Linked DNA regions of Sus scrofa: regions 2, 3 and 4 are each linked to region 1. Evidence: chromatin contacts called from public Hi-C and HiChIP or PLAC-seq data. All regions are on one chromosome and are shown on one strand. The core of a region is the stretch at or near the end of the contact, and the rest is flanking DNA. Distances in the headings are between cores, read along the strand shown. Region 1 holds the start of GABARAPL1 (GABA(A) receptor-associated protein like 1). Region 2 holds the start of YBX3 (Y-box-binding protein 3). Region 3 has its middle 6.9 kb from the start of TRNAK-UUU. Region 4 holds the start of LOC100520491 (killer cell lectin-like receptor subfamily B member 1B allele B).

Evidence for each region. Hi-C and Micro-C count contacts between places; a contact is called where the count stands out from the background. HiChIP or PLAC-seq counts read pairs in DNA pulled down with a chosen protein or histone mark.
Region 2: a contact with region 1 is called in an H3K27ac HiChIP or PLAC-seq map of alveolar macrophages. The contact joins the promoter of YBX3 here to the promoter of GABARAPL1 in region 1. A contact is called at or near these places in 3 of 5 promoter capture datasets (fetal liver, fetal skeletal muscle and liver), 2 of 47 Hi-C or Micro-C datasets (heart right ventricle and skeletal muscle) and 2 of 2 datasets of contacts at active chromatin or transcription factors (alveolar macrophages and skeletal muscle).
Region 3: a Hi-C map of liver shows a contact between it and region 1, with 7 times the contacts expected there. The contact joins the enhancer-like site here to the promoter of GABARAPL1 in region 1. A contact is called at or near these places in 4 of 47 Hi-C or Micro-C datasets (heart right ventricle, liver, skeletal muscle and 1 more) and 1 of 2 datasets of contacts at active chromatin or transcription factors (alveolar macrophages).
Region 4: an H3K27ac HiChIP or PLAC-seq map of alveolar macrophages shows a contact between it and region 1. The contact joins the promoter of LOC100520491 here to the promoter of GABARAPL1 in region 1. A contact is called at or near these places in 2 of 47 Hi-C or Micro-C datasets (retroperitoneal adipose tissue and subcutaneous adipose tissue) and 1 of 2 datasets of contacts at active chromatin or transcription factors (alveolar macrophages).

Annotation. Positions count from the first base shown.
Region 1 is chr5:61,765,033-61,770,880 of Sscrofa11.1, reverse strand. GABARAPL1 (GABA(A) receptor-associated protein like 1) reads left to right here and starts at 3,454. Exons shown (of 4, transcript NM_001190287.1): 1 at 3,454-3,654. The coding sequence starts at 3,565.
Region 2 is chr5:61,336,227-61,342,061 of Sscrofa11.1, reverse strand. YBX3 (Y-box-binding protein 3) reads right to left here and starts at 4,194. Exons shown (of 10, transcript XM_003126475.3): 1 at 3,702-4,194. The coding sequence starts at 3,990.
Region 3 is chr5:62,261,723-62,267,769 of Sscrofa11.1, reverse strand. No RefSeq gene overlaps it. Among named protein-coding and RNA genes, the nearest start is that of TRNAK-UUU, 6.9 kb to the right of the region's middle. Within about 2 kb of position 3,084, at least 14 of the 83 cell types and tissues checked have an H3K27ac peak or open chromatin away from gene starts, as enhancers often do. A contact at or near this core is called in liver, where this site is marked.
Region 4 is chr5:62,105,339-62,111,301 of Sscrofa11.1, reverse strand. It overlaps LOC100520491 (killer cell lectin-like receptor subfamily B member 1B allele B), which reads right to left and starts at 4,603. Exons shown (of 6, transcript XM_003481689.4): 1 at 3,960-4,603; 2 at 395-481. The coding sequence starts at 4,041.

The sequences.
Region 1 (5,848 bases), core at 2,205-4,704:
TTTGAGTAATAACAGTGGTTTGAAAATAAGTCCACATGGAGTTCCCATCGTGGCTTAGCAGTTAGCCAACCAGGCTAGCATCCATGAGGACGAGAGTTCGATCCCTGGCCTTGCTCAGTGGGTTGGGGATCCGCGTTGCTGTGAGCTGTGGTATAGGTTGCCAACACGGCTTGGATCCCGGATTTCTGTGGCTGTGGTGTAGGCTGGCGGCTACAGCTCTGATTCACCCCCGAGCCTGGGAACCTCCCTATGTCACAGGCGCAGCCCTCTGCCCTAAAAAGACAAAACAAACAAACAAACAAAAAAGTCCACAGATTCTTTAACATTCCTTCCATCTGGAGGAGGCAGGGCCTTGGAGAATGGTCCATCACTCACCTCGGGACGTCTTGGTTGCTTCCAAGTTTGGACACACATGAAGACGGCTGCTATAAATACCTGTATGCTGGTTTTCACGTGGACAGAAGTTTTCGACTTCTTTGGGTAAATACTAATGTTGGGGAGGAAGAAATTGTCTTCTGCCCTTTTAGGTTCTTCTGGCTGGTCTCAGAATTAAATTGACATGAGACAGATTAACAGGAGAAAACCAAAGAGAAGTTTAATAACACGTCTACACCGGAGAGACCCAGGAGAACTGAGGAACTCACCAAAATGTCCCAAGCCCTCACTTTAAATACCTCCCTCGGCTAAAGACAAAAGGGGATGTTGAGGCTGGGGAGAGTCATTTACTGGAGAGTCCTTTGCCAGGCAAAACATAATAGAAAGGGTAAGGTGATTATGCAGATGTAAGTCCTCAACTTCTGTATTAATAAGAGAGTTTCTAAGGATTTGGTCACGGTCTTCTTCTAGGTACAAGGAAGACACCCTTATAAAGGAGACTTTCCTTACAAACGTAAATGCTACTTACAAAAGGGTAACTCTCCCTTGCTTCCCCCCACCTGCTCTTTTTTTAGAAAACAACCCGCTTAAAATAACTAATATGCCATAGATATTTTTTGGGGTAGCAAATTCTGCTCTTTGACACTAAGTGGTTGATTGTAGTCTTGTATTGCAAGAGTATGTTATGATTTCTTTTTCTTTTTCTTTTTTTTTTTTTTTTTTTTTGTCTTTTTGCTATTTCTTGGGCCGCTCCCACCGGCATATGGAGGTTCCCAGGCTAGGGGTCCAATCAGAGCTGCAGCCACCAGCCTATGCCAGAGCCACAGCAACGTGGGATCCGAGCCACGTCTGCAACCTACGCCACAGCTCAAGGCAACGCTGGATCGTTAACCCACTAAGCAAGGGCAGGGACCGAACCCGCAACCTCATGGTTCCTAGTTGGATTCGTTAACCGCTGCGCCAGGACGGGAACTCCTGTTATGTTTTCTAAGAAGCCATCAGTTTGTCTTCCAAAGTGGGTGTACCATTTTCCATTCTCATCAGCAATGAAGGTATGTCCCTGAAATGTGAACTTTTCAATATAGTATTTTGTCCTTGGTTAAAAAGGGAATTTGGAAACATTTTTATCAGATTGAATGTTTTAATTTATAAAATTAACTTCTGTATAATATTTTAAGAGTTCTGCTACAAGGAAAGAAAACAAGCTTTGGGGGCTGACAGATTGGGCAGTGTTAAGATAAAGTGTTAGCATTTAGAAAAGCCTTAAGGCAGAAAGATCAACTTAAATTTCATTTCCAAATTATTGTCCATATATAAATTGACAGTGGTTAAATAAAAGTAAAAATCAGCTTTAAACTACCTATGATTGTTTTCAGTAGATTTGAGAGGAAAAAATATTCTTAAAAAATATTGATCTCCATGGTAATTATTTCTCTCAATTTGTTTTAAAGTACTCTTTTGAGACATTTAGCTATATTTGGGTCAAAGCTCAAATGATCTAAAACGTTCAATTTGAAAATAAGGATTAAATATTATAAATGTATTATGTGATAAAAGAATTCCTGGATTTTCATACAAAATAAGGTTTGAAAAATGCCGTGCTGCAGGGAAAAATAATTAGCATCAAAAAGTAAGGCCATGCCATTTTTCTTCCTTGTTTTAATAATGCAACCTAGTTTCTTTTACTTTGTGGGTTTGTTTTTAATTTTCATTATTAGTTTTTTTGGCCACACCCATGTCATGTGGAAGTTCCCCTGGCCAGGGATTGAACCTGTGCCACAGCAGTGACAATACTTGATCCTTAACTGCTAGGCCACCAGGGAACTCCCGTGGGTTTGTTTTTTTAAATCAGATACTGAGGCCTTGATTAGAGAAGACAGGTGAATAGGCCTGCTGTTGTCTAATATGCTTTTTTAGAACTTCCTAGACTTGTTTAGGGCAAAGCAGCTCTTCACTCTTCATCTCTTCCTCATTCTTTTTTACCCTTTACAATATCTGTTGCTCCTCCACTACAGATCCCTGGAATCACCGTCCTTACTAGAGGTTGGAAAGGCCTTTGTCTTTTGATTCTTTGCTGAGAAAGAGGGGGCTGGTCTTCCACCCGCCTTCAAGGAGCACTTTGTATTCACCTTAGGAGAGGAATACTCTCCTCCGGTGCACTTCTGCATTAGGAGGAAAAAAATGCTTGAGGATTGCTGGGTTAAACACTGGAATCGCTTTATATTTTATTTTCCCAAAAGACAGATCCAACTTCTGGCTTAATAGGAGAAAGCAAATCATTTCTATCTCTAAACTTGCTTAAAGCCCTTAGCAGTCGTGACTGACATCACTTCTCTGGACCTTGATGACACCTCGTGCCCTTCACCTTATAGAAATCCTCTTCAAATCCCTGAGTCACGCTCTGTTTATGTTGCTGCTCTAGGAACAAATTGCTGCAGGGACCCAAACAGGATGACGCCAGCGTGGTGAAGGAGGGGTCACCGTTCAGGGAGCCAGCCCAGCACCCAAGGTCAGGGGAGAGGGCCATCCAAAGGACGAAGGGCAAAATGCAAGCACCGGGCACTTGAGCGTTGGCCCGAGGTATCTCAGGACCTCTGTCTCTGCCTTTCCCAGACTTCAGATCCCAACAAGCTGAAAAAAACTGGATGTCGCCATCTGCATTTGTTTTGAGGGCCCAACCAAGAAACGGCCAAAGAGAGGGAAGAAGACATTTTTAGAACACTTTTTTGGTTTTAAAAACACACTTAACGTCACAGTTCCAATAAAATAAGAGGTGAAGATTGCTCTGTTTGCAAGCAACTCGATTTCGAGAACGTTAAGAGTGAAGGAGAAAACACTGAAACGGACCTAGCTCCTGCCCACCCCCAACCGCGGTCGCCAGAACCCTGGGGGCGGGCTGGGGGCGGGGCTTCGTGACGTCACAAGATACCCGCGCCGCCGTGTTGTTTTTGTGTTCCCAGCTGCCGGGAAAAGCCGCCGGGAATTCTTTACCTGGCCGTCCCCTACCTCTAGACGACCCGAAGCCCCTTCGGAAAGCTGTGCGGGGAGGCGTAGCGACCGGGGCTGGCCTTTCGGAAGCGGGTCTGAGGCACATTGCGGTTTGGCCGAGGGAATCAAGACGGGAGAGACGCGTTTGTCCGCGAGGGAGGCAGGCCCCGTCCGGGGATCTTAGAAACCCTGCGGTCCATCATGAAGTTCCAGTATAAGGAGGACCATCCCTTTGAGTATCGGAAAAAGGAAGGAGAAAAGATCCGGAAGAAATATCCGGACCGGGTCCCCGTGAGTGTGCTGGGGAGGGGGAGGGGGAGAGAGGCGGGGGGGGGGATGAGCCGGGGGCGGGGAAGTCGTGATGGCTATCCGAAGGCACAGAAGAAGGGTGATCCCTAAAATTACCTAACCTGAACGCCCTTCACTACGAGGAGAGCCAGTGGAATGAACATTGAGACTGCGGCCCGTTTAAAACCCATTTCCCCAGGGTCAGAACCCATCCTTGGAGCTGACCGCAGTTTTAGATTGGAACGTACGTTTGAGTGACTCAGCAGTATTCAGAGGATGTGTGGGTTGGGATGTCCTCAAAAAGGGACCCTTTTGTGCGAGAATGATGAGGTGGAGATCATCCGTTTGCTGCCTTTAAGACAGCATGGAAATTAAGGGAACACAGAGAGGATTTGCTGTCATCAGTTTCGGCCTTAGGTAGTTATCCGTTAATCAGGTGGACTTTGATCCTCATAGCATTGGGTTTGGGAAGGAAATGTTCCGAAGCCAGTGGATATTTTATTTTATTCTGTGAGGATTAGAAAAGGTGGGGGGGGGGGGCGTCGCAAGACAGGCCTGGCCCAGAAAACAAGGTCACGTTCTCTGCGCAGCAGCAGCCAGATTGCCTCATCATTCTTGGCTACGGGGTGTGTGGGGGCAGCCATCCTTCCTCCGGTATTTATTCTGAACACATTGTACCTGGTCACAGTAAGGAAGGGCTGAGACCTTTTTTTTCTTGGATTTTGGACGCTGGTTTATGTAATAGGAACTAGTGCAGGCAGTGAGGAGGAACAGAAGAAATATTAAGGTGTCGTTCTGCATCCGGGCGTTTTTCCCATCACCCCCTTCCACTGCCTCCTGCCTGGTTTTTCTCTAATGTGGGCTGCGCAGCCCAGTTGGAAGGCAGAAATCTTTAAAGTGGGGTAGAGGAAACTACCACCGTTGAGTTTTGGAGATGAGAAACCAGAGACTAGAGAAACTAGAAACTAGAGAGTGTGCTCTTTATCTGCGGGCAGGGAAATTAGGATAAATACTACGTATAATTTACACGTAAAGGAATTGCGATTTTCTGATTGTGAATGGTACTCCCGTCCTTTCCAATCCTCATTTAACTTTCATGTTCTTACAGCACCCACCAGCGACCTGGGCTTTATAAAGCTCTTGCAGTCCTTTTCCTATAAAGTAGAGGAGACGTTAGGGCCATTCCATTCCCCAGGAATTACATACAAAAGGGTTTTCAGCTAAAAAAAAAGAGCCAGCCTTATTACCCAGTAAAGGATCCTTCACAGGTTACTTTCCTGGTCTCTGAACCTTGAATGACTGCTTTGAAAATTTTCCCCCAAGAAAGGTGATACCCATGCTTGTCTTGAAAATGACAACTAACTTTTATTGCTAGCTTACCAGGTACCTGGGAGTATTCTCAGAGCTCTGTCTAATATTCATTCACTTAGTCCTCCCAGCATTATAACCCCATTCTGCAGGTGAAGGACCGAACCCAGAGAAATGAAGTCACCCCCTAAAAGGTCTCACAGGGCTGGTATGTGGCAGAGCTGGGAACCCCCACCCTGGCTGTTGGGCCTCCCATGCCATCTATTTTCTCAGTGTCTAATGCAGTTCTATTAAGCAGAATTATTTTAAATTCAAATACCTCACACTGTTAGGTATTGGAAATAGCAGAGTAAACTGTAGTTGCCCTTAAGAGTTCACAGATGGTGGTATGATGGTAGAAAAGCGTCCCAGTCAGCAGAACGGCTACCGTTTATTCAGAACTCTCTCAGTATAAAGCTCTGTTCCAGTGGTTCTGTGGAAGTCACAGACTCAGAATCATAGCTATTCCTAAATCAAGTTAAATTTTCCATATACTTCCTCAAAACAGCCGTTTCCATTTTAGTCATTTCCATGCATTCACCCAGAATATTTCAGCTAATCCCCCCAATTTTATTTTTTTCCGCTCATTGTCTGGTGTTAAGTGTTTTACCTCCGTGATAAAATGTAAGGTAACATGGCCATCGCGTAGATCTCATGATTCCTCCAGTTAGGTTTTAACCAGCCATCATCCTTCCAGCCCGTTCCTTAGATGTTCAGCCTCTGGCCCTCTTTCTAGTTGTGACACAAAAGGAGCTCTGCTCTGAGTTCTGGGATTTGGTGCTGGTTCTGAGCTGAAGCCTGAATCTGGCTGGCTGTGCCGAAGGATCCTGTTTACAGACAAGTGGGTTAG
Region 2 (5,835 bases), core at 2,945-5,444, 430 kb after region 1:
ATTAAAAGCTTAACTCCATAGTATACTGGGAACAGAAAATGGAGCAAGTGAAAACATCACAGGGAAATACTGTTCGGAAGACAGAAACCTTTCCTCTTTGTTAAACTTTTCAGTAATGTCCTAAGGAATGGTCCTAAGTCTATACACTCCACAGTAATTAAAATTGAGAAACACCGTTTAAGGCAAAACACCACGGAAATGTGCTCTTTCAAGTTTTAACACAGAAAAAAAAATTTTAAGCACAAAAGAAGGGTCAAAATGAGAGCAACTGTAGACATGCGAACAAGGTAAGTACCAACGACGTCACACGTCACATTCACACTTTGAAATAGTAGGCAAACTTCAAATAGTGAAATAGTAGCTCCTTGTTAATAGCTAATCTACAAAGACCTGAAGAAACTTGTCTCCATGCCAGATGGGGGCCTATCAGAGGAGTCAAGAGTAATAATAGAACTGATGTCTGTCTCAGCCCAGTTCTGTACTTACCACCCTGAGACATGATGTAACAGGCCCTTTCAAACCAGTGATGAACTTGGGATTCTATTTCATTGTTTACCCTACTCTCCAGCAGTTGGTGGGAATCAAACTCAGCATTTTCGTATAAAACTCCTCTCTTTAACTTGATTACTGTCTCTATGTTCCATCATGAGTAGGACCACTTCTGTACAATGCCAGATGTTAACACAATTCAAGAGAAGGAATCTGAACAAAGAGTATGGTCATAGAACTTGTACTTTGTAGATTCAAATTTATTTCAATCATTTATGATTTTAGATGACTCCTTTGAATTAACTTTAAATACCAAACCCAGTACCTCTAGGAAATGCCTATGTCTAAATTCAGGAAATGCATAAAGCAATTATCAAGACTCACTGAAACAGGAAATCTGACTACAGAGTAACTTTAAAAAAGAAAAAAGCTTAGTAGAGAATGAACATAACAATTAACATTAGTCTATGCCTCTCTGTGAGATACAAAGTTTTTAATTTTCAAGCATAAACAATAAGGATTCTGTTTTAAAAATCAAGACTGAAATAGTAATTAGGACTTGCTTTGCTGTGGGCAGGGTTAGTTCTGAGTTTTGCTGGGTTGATAGGCTTGAGGAAGTATTTCAGCTCTCTATAAAAAGAATAAAAAAAGACAAAAAACTCTTTATGCCTTCAAAGCCATCCAGCCCACCATTTACTGAGCAATCTCCAGCTCTAATTCCAAGTAAGGAATACATCTCCAATGAAGAGATATTTTAAACCATTAAAATCTTCAGTTTTAGGCCATTTTAACTAGAGCTGCAGGGCAAAGAAGAAAAAGCCATTTTATGTTTTCAATCCAAATGCACAGAGAAGACTGTTTTTTGATAAATCATATGCTTTTAAATCACTTAGTATGTCAAATGATATGCTTTTTTGTGTCTCCTTTCCTTTGCCCCCAAATTAATGACCTAGAGGAATGTAAGGAAAACATAAAGCTAGGAACTCTTTTTTGATTCATTTTCATAGAGTTAATGTCTATAGGCACTGCCAAAGGCATAATCTTGATTGGAAAAACAACACAAAGAAGGACAAAGATGAAAGTGATTTGCAAGTATAACTCCAGACTGAAGATAATTTTTATTCCCAATGCAGTTTTTAAAAATTTCTGAATTCCACAAATATTCCCAATGAGTTAATAAGACCAAACACATTCATGCACACTTCTTGCTTGAAAACCATCAACTCACTTCCCATGCACAGAAAGGGATGTGGAGACAAAGTTGAAGACCATTAAGCTTCAAAGATGTTCCAGAAGGGAAGTGTTCTTATGGTCAGGTAAACTACTTTTCCTGACTATACACTGAAGTTAAAGACCGTTTGTTAAAATTAAAAAACACAAACAAAACAAAACAAAAACACTGGAATGGGAAAATCCCAAACCAGAATTCAATTTCAGTCAGCCCTGTGTCTGGCACATTTTAGGCACCCATGTGTTTGCTTGGCTAAGGAAAGTTGATGGCAGAACACACTGGACAGAGACGGTGTTGAAATGTCATGTGGAAGGCTGTCCTTGCTTTTGAGAGTTGAAGTGACAGTGGAAAGATCCAAGACCTCCAGACTCATCACCAGGATGTGCTACAGACTTAAAAGCAGTTGGTGGTTGAGGAAATTTTAATGTTATCTGTTTCCTTCATCTTTAAAGATATCTGCTTCGGTTTAAAATTCAGAAGTTTAGTCAGATCAAGGGAAAAGCTGCAAAATCTCCCTTAAAGGCAAATAAATTATCATTAAGAATAGATCTTAACACTGCTTTGGGTAGGCCAAGGTTGCCTCTCTGGCATTTTGCATGGAAGTGTTCCAAGGAACACTTGTTGGAAACTATATCACCATGCAAACCTTACTAGACTTAAAGCAACTTTTAAGTCCAGCGATATGAGAGCTATTTGGCTTCTTAACCCTACACATATTACATTTAGCACGCTGTTTGACAGTTAACTGAATAAAATTTAGCCCAGGGGAGGAAGGGGGGGGCATGAAAAGAGGCCTCTCAAGGCAGGAAACATGGAATCGGAATCTTATTAAACTTTTCTTTACATTATTCCCCCAATTTTCTTCTTCGAAAACTGGGCAAGCAAGACTCAGATCAAACATGCCCTATCCAAAATACTGAAAACTTCTTGGAAGCATCCCACAGCATCTCTTACCTTCCCTGTTTTAAAAAAAGAGGGAATGTTACAGCACACACCCTTTAGAGAACTTATTCCCCACCCACCTGCTCTGTAAACCGGTTTAAGGCCCCACCTAGGGCTTTACTTCAGGAGAGAATGCTGAAATATTCGATAAAACCACCAACCACCACAGACGCCTTTTGTTATGCCCTGCTCCCCCACCCCCGACCTGTATGGCTCCTCTTCCGATCTCCTTCCCGGAGTTCCAAGTCCCAAGATAACGATGCTGCGAACTAACGTCATACCCACACTTCCGACGAAGTTTTTTCAGCTGCTGCACCAAATGCTTTCCCACAATCCGGGAAGAAGCAAATGTGTAGGGATTGGAAAACACTGACTGGTTCTTTGCAGCAGCGGGCAGAGAGGGAGGGGGACGAGGGACCAAAGCCCAAGTTTCCCGGAGAGGATTGCAACACCTCTCCGCCGACATGTGGCCGACAGAAGCGTGGCCTCGTTCCTGCGCCCCCGTGGGAAGGGCGTCAGGGACAGACACCTGAGCCTTCCCAGCAAGATGCCTTTGCACCTTTCCCTCCCGTCTGGTCCGGCGCCTTCCTCTCCCCCGAAGGAAATGCTCTCCTCACCCAGAACCTAGGCGAGGACTACTATGTCCCCGTCCCACGTGGGTGCTGTCCCATCCCTACATCCGCATCTATCCCAAATCTGGATCCTCTTTCCCGACCGCCGCTCCTTTCCCCTTTGTCCGGAGGGATGCTTCGCCATGGGAGTGTGCGACAGTGCGTGCCCAGGGGATCCAAGTTAAGTCCCGTCCCTCACGGGCCTGGGACCTGAAGGGACGCGCTCAGGCGGCGGGGAGCGCAGGGCGCCGCGCGCTCACCTGGCAGCGCCTGGGGGACTGGCCACCTGCGCCAGGGACCCGAGGTCCCCGGGGACCCCGTGCTGTCAGGCCTCCCGCGGAGCGGGACAGGCGTGGGAGCTGCCCACACGTGCTCCGCGGCCGCCCGCTCCTCCCGGGGCAGCCTCCATCCTCCCGGGCCTGACTCACCGAGAACTTTCTTCTCCGCGTCTTCACTGCCCGCGGCGGCCGAAGAGGCGGGGGCCGCGGTGCCCGGGGCCGTGGGGGCCGCGGGGGCCGCGTCTCCACCCGGGTTGCCCGCTACCAGGGCGGCGGGCGCCGGGGCGGCGGCCTGGGGCGCGCCGCTGCCCGCCGGGCTCTTGGGCGCGGGGTCCTGGGGGGCCGCGGCGGCCGCCTCCGCCGGAGCCTGCGGGAGGGTGGTGGTGGTGGTAGTGGTGCTGGTGGTGCTGGTGGTGGTGGCCTCGCCCGCCTCGCTCATGCCGCCTCCTCCGCTCTCCCTCGGGCACCTCGGTGGCGGTTGGTCGGCGGTTAGCGCAGCTGGAGGTCGCGGCGGCCGGGGCTCGCTCTCGGGGAGGCCGGTGCGGATCTCGTGGCGCGGGCGGCGGCGGCCGAGGTGGGTCTCGCGGCGGAGGCGGCTCGAGCTCTCGGGCTGTGCGCTCGCTCTTGGGCTCCTCGCTCGATCTTACTGCCCCAAAAATGGCCCCGCGCAAGTTTTTCTAGGCGGCGCACCGGCCGGAGAGGGAAGAGGGTGGAGAGAGTTGGCTCCCGAGTTGGGCATCGACTTCATTAGCATTTAAAGGGGCCCGGTGCCCTTTCCACCCGCCGATCGGCCCGGGACTGAGAGCAGGGGCCCGAGTGGCCGGGAAAGGAAAGCAAGGGTGGATCTGAGGTTGGCAGGGTACTCTGGAGTTTTCTGCCGAGCACGCTCTGCCGGCCCTTTGTTGGAGCCGGGCAGCGGGGCACTCCTGCCTAACCACATCTTCTAGGAGGAGCAAAGTAGGGCATCCAAATGACCGGGCGCTTCTCTCTCTCAAATACTGGCTTTTAAAATCCGTTCTAGTTATCCATGCAACGTTTATGAAGCACGAAAAACTGTTTCTGATACAGCAGTGAAGAACTGGAATTATACAATCTTAAAGCTATTTGGCTACTTCCTCTTGAAAGATGTTAGATGGTTTCTTCTATAATCCACAGGTGAGGAAACTGAGGTCCAAACCTCCATGAAGTAATGCAAATATCAGAGTTTACATCAATGTAATGGCAACAAATAGTGAGCTGCTAATATATATGTAATAATACTATACTTGGGGGGGAGGATAAATTTTACCTTCTTCTCTAATTGCCCCTGCCAGCTAGTGAAAACTTAAGCAACTGAGCCCTCTTAGCCTCAGGGAGGAGAGTAACAGAGAAACGGATCACCCAATAAACGGTAGTCCGTTTGCAGAGCTCACATGGCCTTTGGAGAATGGACGAGATCATGCTGAACACCAGGCCAGAGGGACCGTGCTCTGTATTCAAGAACTATTGGGATACAGGCTATCAGGCGTCCTTTGCCTCCAGGATCCAGGCAAGTCTAGGTTTACACTCTAGTGCTGCTCTTAGTTAATGGAGTCAACTTGGACGAGGTGTTCAATATCCCAGAGTTGGTTTCCTCAAAGGAACGTGGATGGGATTATCACATGTAACTCCAGTGTCTGGTCTAACGAAAAATTCCGTTTTTCATTCCTTATTCCCCTAAATCATTTACACCCTCCAACCTCGCCCGACCCCAGAATTCTATGTTCTGTGGCTGCATCAGAAGGGTAGTTATCAGGTGTAATTCATCATTATATTCCCACTGGTTAGCACACAGTACCTAACACAGAGTTAGAGCATAGTAAATGTTTACTAAATGAAAACAAATAAAAAGACCAACATTTTCCACACTCACTTACTTACGAACACATTCATTATCAATAATTGTTTTTTAAATAATGACTTGTATTTTTTCCGTTATAACTGGTTTACAGTGTTCTGTCAATTTTCTATTGTACAGAAAGCTGACCCAGTTACATATACATGTATACATTCTTTTTTCTCACATTATCATGCTCCATCATAAGTGACTAGACAAAGTTCCCAGTGCTGTACAGGAGGCTCTCATTGCTTGTCCATTCCAAAGGCAATAGTTTGCATCTATTAGCCCCAAATTCCCAATCCATCCCACTCCCTCCCCCTTCCCCTCCCCCTTGGCAACCACAAGTCTGTTTTTCATGTCCATGATTTTCTTTTCTGTGGAAAGATTCATTTGTGTTGTATATTAGATTCCAGCATTATCAATAAT
Region 3 (6,047 bases), core at 1,835-4,334, 500 kb before region 1:
TTTTATGTATAAGCTATTTGTACACATAGGATATAACAGTACACAGTATGTCTTTATCTATGGTACTAAAATCTTTTGGTTATGGCCATTTGAAACAAAATGTCTAAAAAGCTTTTCAGGGAACAAAATCGAAAAAGGATTGAGAAACGTTGCTAAAATATTTCCAAAAGTGGATTATATTTTACAGGTCTTGTGTGATATTTAAATTATTTTTACATCATTAGTCCTAACGGCTGTACCTGAGCGTATGGAAGTTCCCAGGCTAGGGGTCGAATCGGAGCTACAGCTGCTGGGTGACACCACAGCTGCAGCAATACTGGATGCAAACCATGTCTTCAACCTATGTCACAGTTTTCGGCAATGCAACCCGCTAGGCTAGGGATTGAACCTGCATCCTCATGGAGACTCTGTTGGGCTCTTAACCTGCTGAGCCGTAATGTGAACTCCCAACAGTTAATCTTTCACAGATTCAACCTTGAACACCCCACTGCCACCACCACTTGCCTTAAAATACTTCTATTGAGGATACTATATCCTTAACAACTTTGGAGGAATTATTTACCTCTACTCAGAAAATCTGACCACCTTAAAGGACAAATGATTGATTCCCTCCTATTAAAATGAAGGATACTTATTCTACGAGTTAGGGTTGTGCCCATCTAGGGTACTATTGTTTGTGTGGACATTATTTCTTTTTGGGGGGAAGGGAGCACCACTGCAGTATATGGAAATTCCCAGATTAGGGGTCCAATAGGAGATACACCTGCCAGCCTACACCATAGTCACAGCAACGCCAGATCCGAGGCCCATCTGTGACCTATATTGAAACTTGCCGGATCCTTAACCCGCTGAACCAGGCCAGGGATCAAAGCTGCATCCTCATGGATATTGGTTAGGTTCCTAACCTGCTGAGCCACAATAGGAACTCCGAGGACGTCACTTCTACTCTTAAAACCCAACAAATCATTTTAAATTTATTAGCCAAGTTTAGCATGGCTTATGGTTTTCTCTTAAGTAACTCTCAGGGTGGGAGGACATTCACGCTATAGCAAATAGAGTGAACAATGCTTTCTGTACTTCATTAAAGAAATACAAACAAATAAACAGCGTATGACTAAGCTAGAAGAATAAAACCACCTGGCTTTCTGAAATGAGCTTACGAGGATATTGGAATGTGTTTTATTGGTCTAGGTTTAATGATCTCAGTTCTTGGCGTTATGGTCTATTTGAAGGAGTAAAACAATGTTGTTGCTGGGAGTTGTCTCTGTTGCACTGGACTCTGCATCCTGCCCAAAGTCTTAGGTGCTACTCCACGGCTATTATCACATCACATGGTTCACCAGCTTGTAACAGCAGCATGAAGGGCCACCTCTCATCCAACTACAAACAACGTCCTCTGGAAAATCTCCTGATTTTAGCAATGATGAAGATCTGCATATCACAGATTGATATCCTATGACCTGAAGCCATCTGTTTTTCACCAAAAGCGGGGGATTAAGATATGAAAAAGCACCCTGAGAGTTCTTAGCTGGAGTTCTCTGCTGACCATACCAATTTCACAGAGTACAAACATTCCACAAGGTCATTCTGGAGCCAGACAGACTGAGACAGAAACAAGGTCACTCATCAATCATCTCTAAGTACAGATAGAAATCTGAACATTGTGTAACTACACAAATAACCAGATATGTCCTTCTCCCAGCTCATATCAGTGACTGTAGCTTCTTTGCCGTTTACTGCTTAAGTCTTGGTATGTTTTCCCTGCCTAATGTATTAAAACTACTAAGAAATCTTCAACAATTACACAGGGCTGTACAAGCTAAAGGAATAAAACTCTCCAAAAAGTATACTTAAGTGACATTTTGGCTAATGGAAGCCTGCTGTGTAGTAGAGAACTCTATCCCAATATTCTGCGATTATCTATATGGAAAAAGAATCTGACAGAGAATGGATGTGTGTACATATATAAATGAATTACTTTGCTGTACAGCAGAAATGATCACAACCTTGTAAGTCGACTATACTTCAATAAAACTTTAAAAAATTTAAAAAAGGCAAGAGAGGAGTCCCCACTGTGGCACATTGGGTCAAGCATCACATTGCAGGGGCTCTGGTCACCATGGAGGCACGGGTTCAATCTCCAGCCGGCGCAGTGGGCTAAAGGATCCTGTACTGCTGCAGGTGTGATGTAGCGTGAAGCTGTGACTTGGAGTCAGTCCCTGTCCCGGGAATGTCAATATGCCACAGTTGAGGCCATTAAAAAAAAAAATAAATTAAAAAGGAGGAGGCAAAAGATCTGATACCCTAGGAGAAGGAAATCACAGGAAAATATCAGGAAGGTCCTAGACATCTTCCAGGTCCTCGTCCCATGACACCTGCTTTGTCTTTTAGACTGTGAACCTCCAAGATGTGTGTGTAATATCTGTCTCTGGGAAATCAAAGCATGAGTTTGTTAAGACATCTTTTATCCTATACCTGCCTGTGTAATCAGATAAACCTGAGGTAGAACACCGATCTGTACATTCTCAGCAACACATGTAGTGTAGCTGATAAAGCATGCATGCATGCATGCATGTGTTTTTGGCACATTAAACCTCATCTTGTAAATCACTAGTTCATTCATCCTTAACTTGCCCATGTTTTCAGGTGCCTTTGGAGATAATCATAGAGTTACCATATAACAGCTACAAGTTAGTCCTATCTCTTTACAACACCCAGTAACCCAGTAAACCAAGTTACCCGGTGAACTAAAATACTGGTTTCTGATGACATCTGATCTAGAGCAAGCCCCACTCTATAGAATTCTACCCCAAACCTCCCAGGACAAGGCTCAATCTTATAACAGCCCTTTCCTAATTCCTTCCTACTGACATACTGGACTGCTTAGGATAAAGTTGACTTTCAGCTGAACTGGACCGGAAAAGTTATATATAGCCTTAGCTTTGGGAACTATTGGTCTGGCTTTGACTCTTGGCTAAAAAAAAATGTGCAATGGAATTCATAATGTGTTGTTCAAAGTTTGAAACTCCCATGGTGACCCTTGGAGCAGTTTGTTGATAGATGGTTTCCAACTGGCCCAACCAGAGAGCCTGGACAACGGGATAAGTGGGGAATAAAAACCCACATGGGAACTTCTGCCCTGAAATTTCCCAGAGCTACAACTCCTTGAGATGACCTTGGGAGTTCAATTCAGAGCCAGAACATAGAAGACATGTGAAAAGAACCCTGGGTGATTGCCCCTAGAAATCTCTAGCCTCCCAAATGTTTGCCTGCCTTCTCTTTCTCTTGCTGTATGATATCTGCGGCCTTTTAAAATAATCTCTTAATTTTTTTTTTTTGGCTGCCCCGCCACATATGGAGTTCTGTTGCAACACTGAATCCTTTAACCCACTGTGCCAAGTCAGGGATCGAACCTGTGTCCTGGCACTACAGAGACATTGCTTATCCTATTGTGCCACAGTGGGAACTTCTATTTTTTAATTAAAGTAGAGTTGATTTACAATGTTGTGCCAATTTCTGCTGTACAGCAGAATGACCCAGGAGCAGGTATATATAATATATACGTCTTTTTCTTGCTTTCATTGTGCTCTATGATGTCTGGATATAGTTCCCTTTGCTACACAGTAGGACCCCATTGCTTATCTATTCTAAATGGAATAGTTTGTATTTACTAACCTCAAATTCCCAGTCCATTGCACTCCCTCCCCCTTCCCCTTGGCAACCACAAGTGTGTTCTCTGTGTCTGTGAGTCTGTTTTGTGAATAGGTTCATTTATGCCTTTTTTTTTTTTTAGGGCCACACCTGTGGGCATATGGAGGTTGCCAGGCTAGGGGTCGAATTGGAGCTGCAGCTGCCAGCTTACACCACAGCCACAGCAACTCGGGATTATTTGTGACATATTTTAGATTCCACATATAAGTGATATCATATGGTGTTTGTCCTTCCCTTTCTCTGGCCTCTCAAATGTTTGCCTGCATTCTCTTTCTCTTGTGGCACAGTATTTGTGGACTTTAGATTAAAGGCCTTAGGTGAGCATGCTCTGTGGAGTCTTGTTGTTGCTTTCAAATATCTGGCAAAACCTTGCACCCACGCGTTCCCATGGTGTGTGGTACCTGCTATAGCTCGTAATAAATGCAGCTTTAACTTAGATCTGTTCTTGTGGGTCTCGGGCTTGTAGGCATCAATGTGGAAAATCAAGGTAGAGATCTCAGCCCCAAATTAGAGACATAATTTATATCAGTGGAAAACAAATATCTACACTACATTCAACTTGTTGAACAACAGGTTTGGAGAGAAAGCATATGCAACCATAGTACAGATGGTCCCTGACTTAGAGTGGTTTGACTGAACTTACAATTTTTTGACTTTACCGTGGTACAAAAGCAATATGTATTCAATGGAAACCATACTTTGAATTTTGCATTTTAATCTTTTCTTGGGCTAGCAATGGGTAGAACCATACTCTCTCGTGGTGCTGGGCAGTGGCCATGAACCCAGCTCTCCATCAGCCCACCTTCACAAGTGTAAACCATCCATACACTTACATATGTTTTGGACTCATAGAGTCATTCTATTTATAACTTTCAGTACAGTATTCAGTACATTACATGAGATGTTCAGCACTTCATTTTATTTATTTATTTATTTATTTAATTTTTTGTCTTTTTGCCATTTCTTGGGCCACTGTCACGGCATATGGAGATTCCCAGGCTAGGGGTCCAATCAGAGCTGTAGGCCCCAGCCTACACCAGAGCCATAGCAACGCGGGATCCAAGCCACGTCTGCAACCTACACCACAGCTCATGGCAACGCCAGATCCTTAACCCACTGAGCAAGGCCAGGGATCGAACCCGCAACCTCATGGTTCCTAGTCGGATTCGCCAACCACTGTGCCACAACGGGAACGCCAGCACTTCATTTTAAAATAGGCCTTGTGTTGGATGATTTTGCCCAACTGCAAGCTGGTGTAAGTGTTCGGAGCCTGTTAAAGGTAGGCTAGGCTCAGCCATGATGTTTGGGAGGTTAGGTGCATTAAATGCATTTTTGACTTGCAATATTTTCAACTTACTATGGGTTTATTGGGACACAACCCCATCATAAATCCAGGCAGATCTGTCTATGGCTATGTTTGGAAGTGTACACTGATGCATCATGGCATATGACCAGTTTCAAAGTGACCATCAGAGCTGTTTGTAGTGTTCTGCATGTAGCCCCCTTCTTCTGCTTTTACACTCCTGAAAAGACCCTTTAAAAGCTCTTGCCTATTGATTGTCAGTGGGGGAGTCAGCCTTTGGACTCGAGTCTGCCCTCCCTACCCGACTCCAAAATAAAGCAAACTTTCCTTTCCACCAATCTTACTCCTTGACAATTGGCTTTTGAGCAGTGAGCAGCTGGACCTCACTTTGGGAAGATTTATGAGGCTTCTAAATTACGCACCTCTGAGAACACACCATTTCCTTTCCAAAAAATAGTATTTTTTTTTCAATTTAATAAAAGTTTTATTTTAGTTGTGTTAGTTTCAGATGTACAGCAAAGTGATTCAGTTATACATATACATATATCCATTTTTTCAGGTTCTTTTCCAGAGTTAAATATTTTGTCATTATTTTAGAAATTACTAAGATATTTTAAACCCCAAACTCAATAGTTGGAAGAAAGAAGATCGCTCCTCTAAATAATTCTTGAACTGAAGAGAATTTCAAACAATAAACACAGATTATTTATACAAAATGATACTGACAGCATTGCAATATCTAAATGGATGAGATATGGCTAAAGTCCTACACAGAGCAAACATCACTGCCTTGAATGTTCTTATTATTGATGAGCAAACTACATTTCCAAGATATTTACTTGCTCAGGAACATAGAGTTCAGGGGGCTGGATTAGGACTTGAACCTATTTATTTTTTCAGTACATGAACTGTATGATAGTCCTGTTTATAAAAGACTTTAAGGAAAAAAAAGAATAGCTAACCAACAGTTCTCAGAGCTCCTATCTCACCGCTGAAGCAAGCTTAAAGAATAAAAAACAAGAAATGAATTAGT
Region 4 (5,963 bases), core at 3,354-5,853, 340 kb before region 1:
TGCCTAGGAATAATTAATATGAATGAACACAAATAGAAATATGCTTCATAATTTAATTTATTTTCACTCTACATAGTGTATACCAGAAAAGCTGTTATTAACTCACTATCAAACTGCACTGGGAAATGCATTGTGTGTAAAATGCATTTTATGATTTTGATCATAAAAATATAAACCTAATCTCTCCTTTATCAATGAAAGAATTGCACAATATGTATTATATCACATGCTGAAGTTTGGTAGAATATCTCTAATTTTACTTGTGTGTCAAATTTCATGCTTTTCTGAAGTCATACTTTGTTGTTTAGGAACCACTTGAATAGCAAACACTACTACAACAGGTCATGATAAAATAATACTTTAGGATATATGAATGGTATTCATAATTACTTACCAAAAATGCTCAGCACAATTACTATTACAAGAAGAATGACAATCATTGCACATCCAACTCTCAAGAAAATTCCATGGTGGTGAGAATCTATAAAATGGAGAGATTATGCTAGCAAGCCCAGTAGACAATTTCTTAGGTAGTGAGAGGCAGGGAAATGCTTAATAAATTTTGTCAGTTATGCTCTTCAATTACTTTCCTTTGAAATATGTAGTCTAGCTTCCTTTTACACACACACTCACACACAGAACATATCTGGTCCCCTAGTTTGTGAAAAGAGACCTAGAAAACTATGAATGGATATAAATTTTTCTTTGTTGATTCACCATATATGTTCCTCAGTATTAGCCTTGCTTATGGTCTACTGTCTGCATCCCTAAGCTTTTATATAAGACTACGAAATTCTCAGGATTCTCTCATAAGCTTACAGACAACACCGACTTATTTGAATTGATCCATGCTTTTATGTCCCCTCCCTTATACAATGCACCTATTTCCTGTGATTTGAATTATAATTTCATGAAATTATACATTTTAAAGTAAAATAATTTTAGGGATAATCTTATCCAACATCTGCATGTTAAAATGGGAATTTCAAATCTACAACCACACAATTGATAGCAGAGATGAGGGCCTCCTCAGGTCTCTTGACTACTACATTAGTGCTGTAATCAATAGCCACATGATCAAAAGATAAATAAATCATTAAAAGAAATTGGCATTTTTATCTTTGAGCCAATAGTTAAAACCAACAGTCTCTTACCCAACATAGCTATAGTATATCAATTCCACTAAATATGTGATAGACACACACATCCATACAATATACTGAGAAAGTACTACTATAACTGATACTGAAATAAAACCAGTTACAAAGTCAAGTGTCCAGACTGATTAACCTGAGTGTTTATTTAGTGATTTTTTTTTTTTTTTTTTTTTTTTTTTTTTTTTTTTTTTTTAGGGCTGTACCTGTGGCATATGGAAATTCCCAGGTTAGGGGTTGAACTGGAGCTGCAGCTGCTGGCCTACACCACAGCCATGGCAATGCCAGATCCAAGCCATGTCTGTGACCTACACCATAGCTCATGGCAACACCAGATCCTCAACCCACTGAGTGAGGCCGGGGATTGAATACGCATCCTCATGGATACTAGTCAGGTTTGTAACCCACTGAGCCACAACAGGAACTCTTATTTAGTGAAATATTATGGGATTTTGTTCAAATTCTTCCTGCTAAGTAAAACATCTTTAGTGGGAATTTATTCTCAAAACTTTAAAGAAGTCCATGTGTTTTCATTTATTAGGCAAAACAATTCAAATTGTACCAATCAAGGCAATCAGAAGAAGAAGGTGATGATGTCCCAGCACTAGCTTCTAATATGAAGAATTGAGTTTACAGACCTAAAAACTTAAAGAATAAATCTTCAAACTTCATAAAAGGCCTAATGTGGGATGCTAGCTCATATTTTTAGGCAGCTGAAGGAAAATTTAAGAACGCTATGAATTCCCAAATCATAGCCTGGGGTATTCTTAGTGGAATCACACTTCTCACCCATATTTCACTCAGCTTCATGGTAGTAGCCGTGTTTTTTATATCATGGAGAACCGAAAAACCTCTAATATTTATTAAGTACCTAATGAGATCCATTAGTTTATTTGTCCATTTATACATTCTTCCACCTACCAAGCATCTATTGATTGCTTGCTATGTACTTAATATCGTGAGGGGTGCGGGGAATACAAAAATGAAGAGATTGGGGAGGGGCTTTCGACATAGATGAGGCTTTGAAATGGGAAGGAATATGGTAAATTTAAAGAACAAAAAGAAAGTCAACAACCAGAGCAAAATAAGTGACATTTAGCAAGTTAGGAAGAAAGGCCCTGGACAATTGTGTGGGGCTCCATGGACATTTACAAACCAAGGTATCAAATAGTTCTTTCTCTCTTCAGTGATATGATGCATGAGGGCAGAAGTTGCATTTGTCCAAAATAGAGATGTGCAGTGAAAGAGTAGTAAGAAATTTGACATCTGGTCATAAGCATGACTATAGGTAGTAGTTTAATCTTTATTATAGTCATATTTCCTTTTTTTAAACATTAGAATATTGGACTAGACAGCATTAAAATTGTTGTCTCCAAATCTTTAAACAAGGAAAAGAGTAATGTTCTTTCCATCATCAGAAGAAATTAAATCTCAGAATGCAGAATCAAAAATATTGGTTTTGTTGGAGTTCCAGGTGTGGCACAGTGGGTTTAGAGCCTGACGGCAGCAGTTTTGGTTGCTACAGAGGTGTGGGATTTGATCCCCAGCACAGAGCAGTGGGTTAAAGGATCTGGCATTGCTGCAGCTGTGGTGTAAGTAGCAGCTGAGGTTTAGATTTAGTCCCTGGCCTGGGAACTTCCATATGCTGGAGATGTGGCCATAAAATTATACATATATAATATATATATATATATATATATATATATATATATGGGTTTTGTTGCTTGAAGTGAGTTAATCTCTAGAAAAACTGACCAATTATATGAGATTTGGGGGGAAATGGGCAAATAAGAATACAATTCTAGTCCACATAGTTTTTTAAACTAAGTTCCATTAGCTAATTTAAAGTGAAAATTCCTGGTCTATGGAGAAAAGAGATAAGCCTCTATTCAGCAAGGCAGAGAGAAAATATTTAAACATAGGAAATAACATGTTCTTGCAACTAGAGAAAACTACACCTCAGATTCATTTGATAACTGCAAGCTTAAAAATATAGGAGAAGAAAGGCATTCTTGGGAAATATAGAAAAGCAAAACATCAGATTTACACCACAAGGCCAAGCACAATGAGGAGATTTTAAGTTATTTAAACATTTTAAATAAAGTTTATAATATAAAAATTCTTACCCTAAAGGAAAGAATAGGAAAGAAATACAGAAATTTCTCTAATGCTTCATGTGTATATAATGTATATAGAAAATACACTGGATTTGAAAATTTATTATTTTCGAGGTGGTTTGTGATTAAGGTACAGTGTTCTCTTTAGCTGTATGCCTATCTATTTATGTTCCAAAAATATTCTCTTACTCAGTCATCAATCCTAAACTTCAGGAAATAAAATACTAATATTTTGTGTCTTTAGCTTAACATTTTTATCCTACCAATATTCAAATTCCAAAAGGATAAATAACATTGCGAATCATTGCCAGAGATATTTTCCTCAGTGTAAATAAATTGATCAAACTATTTTAAAAGGGAAGATTTGATTGGAGTGAGTAAAGCTGTAGAGGAGAAAGGAGACATGAGGATTGATGTAAGTATAATAAATGTTCACCACAACAAATATAAAGAATAGAGGGTCTATGAAAACCCAAAGCGAAATTCTACATATTAAGGCTAAAATTAAAATTAACTTTACGAACATTTTGTGTCACTAAAAACATTGACTTTCATTCTTGCATTCAGTAAGTTCTGCTTTGAATCCAGTCTCTTCACTATTTCCAGTAAGGCAAATATAGACACAGGGCAGCAATAAGGGAAATTAAAAGTAAAGTATTAAGTTTAATGAGTCCTAAATCCAACTTACCGGATCTCTGTACTGAAGAGGAATGTTCCGAAGAAAGAGTCCTGGCAATGTTGATGTCAGCATAGACTATATCTCCAGCCATTGCCTATGTTAAAACGAGAGAGAAGCCCACTAGTGATATTCTGCTGAAGGGAGTCCCATATGTTGGCAAACTTCCTGTAAGTTAGATAAATTGATAAGGATGATTTTCTTCCCCTCTCCCGAGTTTGGTTTGTTTCTCCGATGAATAACACTCAAAAGCAATGTGTTCAGCCTTATTAATCAAGGTAATAGATTTTTGAACCCTTGCATGTCATAGAAGAAAAGGACTATTTAAGCCGTAGTTTTTTGCTCTACAGTTAGTATTCCGCCTATGTTTGGAATCATTTTAATCTTTAATGATATTACAGAAGATATTGTTCTACTTAACTATGAACCACTTCCTCTTTTTTCTTAGACACGCTCTCCGGCAGAAACTCTATGACCTTCTAGTATTTTCTTCAAAGCAGAATGGCAATTTGAGGGAGAGAACAACAAAAAAAGAGAGAGAGATACTATTGTGAGTGGAATAGAAAGAATTGATAGACACTAAACCTTACTCTAGAGGGAAAATAGATGTTTGAGAACTTTCTTTGCTTATCACTGTGCACTAACTCATTAGAGAAGTATAGTGTTGCATGTTTCAGGTCCTAAATTTGGAGATTCTAAATTTAGTAGGAGGACAGGATAGTCAGCATTTTCTTATTCCAGCCATCAATTTGTGGCAAAGCAATGTTTTTGGAAATATCTGACTGCATGTTTACTTAGATGAACCTTAAGCGTCTCTTTACTTAAGGACCTTAAAAGAAAAGATCAAGATGTTTTAGGTGCTGGAGTTCCTGTTGTGGCTCACTGGGTTAAGAGCCTGACATAATGTTTGTGAGGATGCGAGTTTGATCCCTGGCCTTGATCCAGTGGGTTAAGGATCCAGCATTGTCACACGCTGTGACATAGGTCTAATACGCAGCTTGAATCTGGTGTTGCTGAGAGTGTGGTAGAGGCTGGCAGCTGCAGCTCCAATTTGACCTCTAGCCTGGGAACCACATGCTGCAGGTGCAGCCATAAAAAGAAAAGAAAGAAAGAAAAAAAAAAAAGCACTTTTTTTTTAGTGTGCTGCTTACATCTGGAGGAGTTCACTATAATCTCTGAACTAATGGAGGTGCTGAAATCCAAGTTAGCCTCCTTGAAAGAAAAAAGGCAACAGAAGCCATTTAAGATATGTGGCTACTAATCCCAGACAAAGAATATTTACCAGTGATGATTTAGAACAGTGAACAAACAGGTTCTTCTGAGAAGAAGAATAATGGGGCTGCCAGTTGCATGATTTTTATGTAACATCTTTATATTGATATAGTTGACATGATGTGAGGATTCTGGACATTTCACATAAGTAGACTGTCACACAGTTTTGAGTCGGGCTGTTTCATTCAATGTTTTCAAGTCTCATCCAGATTGTAGTATTTCAGTATGTCATTCCTTGTTATAGTAGAAGGATATCTTACTGTATGGATATATCATGCTTTGATTATACATTTATCATTTGATGGGTATTTGATGTGTTTCTACTTTGGGGCATTTATTAGCAGTGCTGCTATGAACATTTGCATATGGATTTGATTTTTTTTTTGGATATATACTTAGGAGTGGAATTGTTGGGTCATTTAGTAACTATGTTTAAACTTTTGAAAATGGTCCAACTATTTTCTACTGAGGCTTCACCATTTTACAGTCTTTTTTTTATAAGCAGGAAAAAACCCTATCTTTATCAAATGAAGAAGTATGAATCAGTCTTCAAGCAAGATAAAATAATCACGAACAAAATTAACAGTTAAGAGCACACGTACAGAGTAGACTACAGATTTAGTTATTTGGAATAAAACACGTACACCAAAATCAAGAGACAGACCACCGCTCACACTGAGGAAAAGCACTAACTCATTGTAAACACACAACTTCTGAGAAAATAGAGCTGACATTTAAAGGACA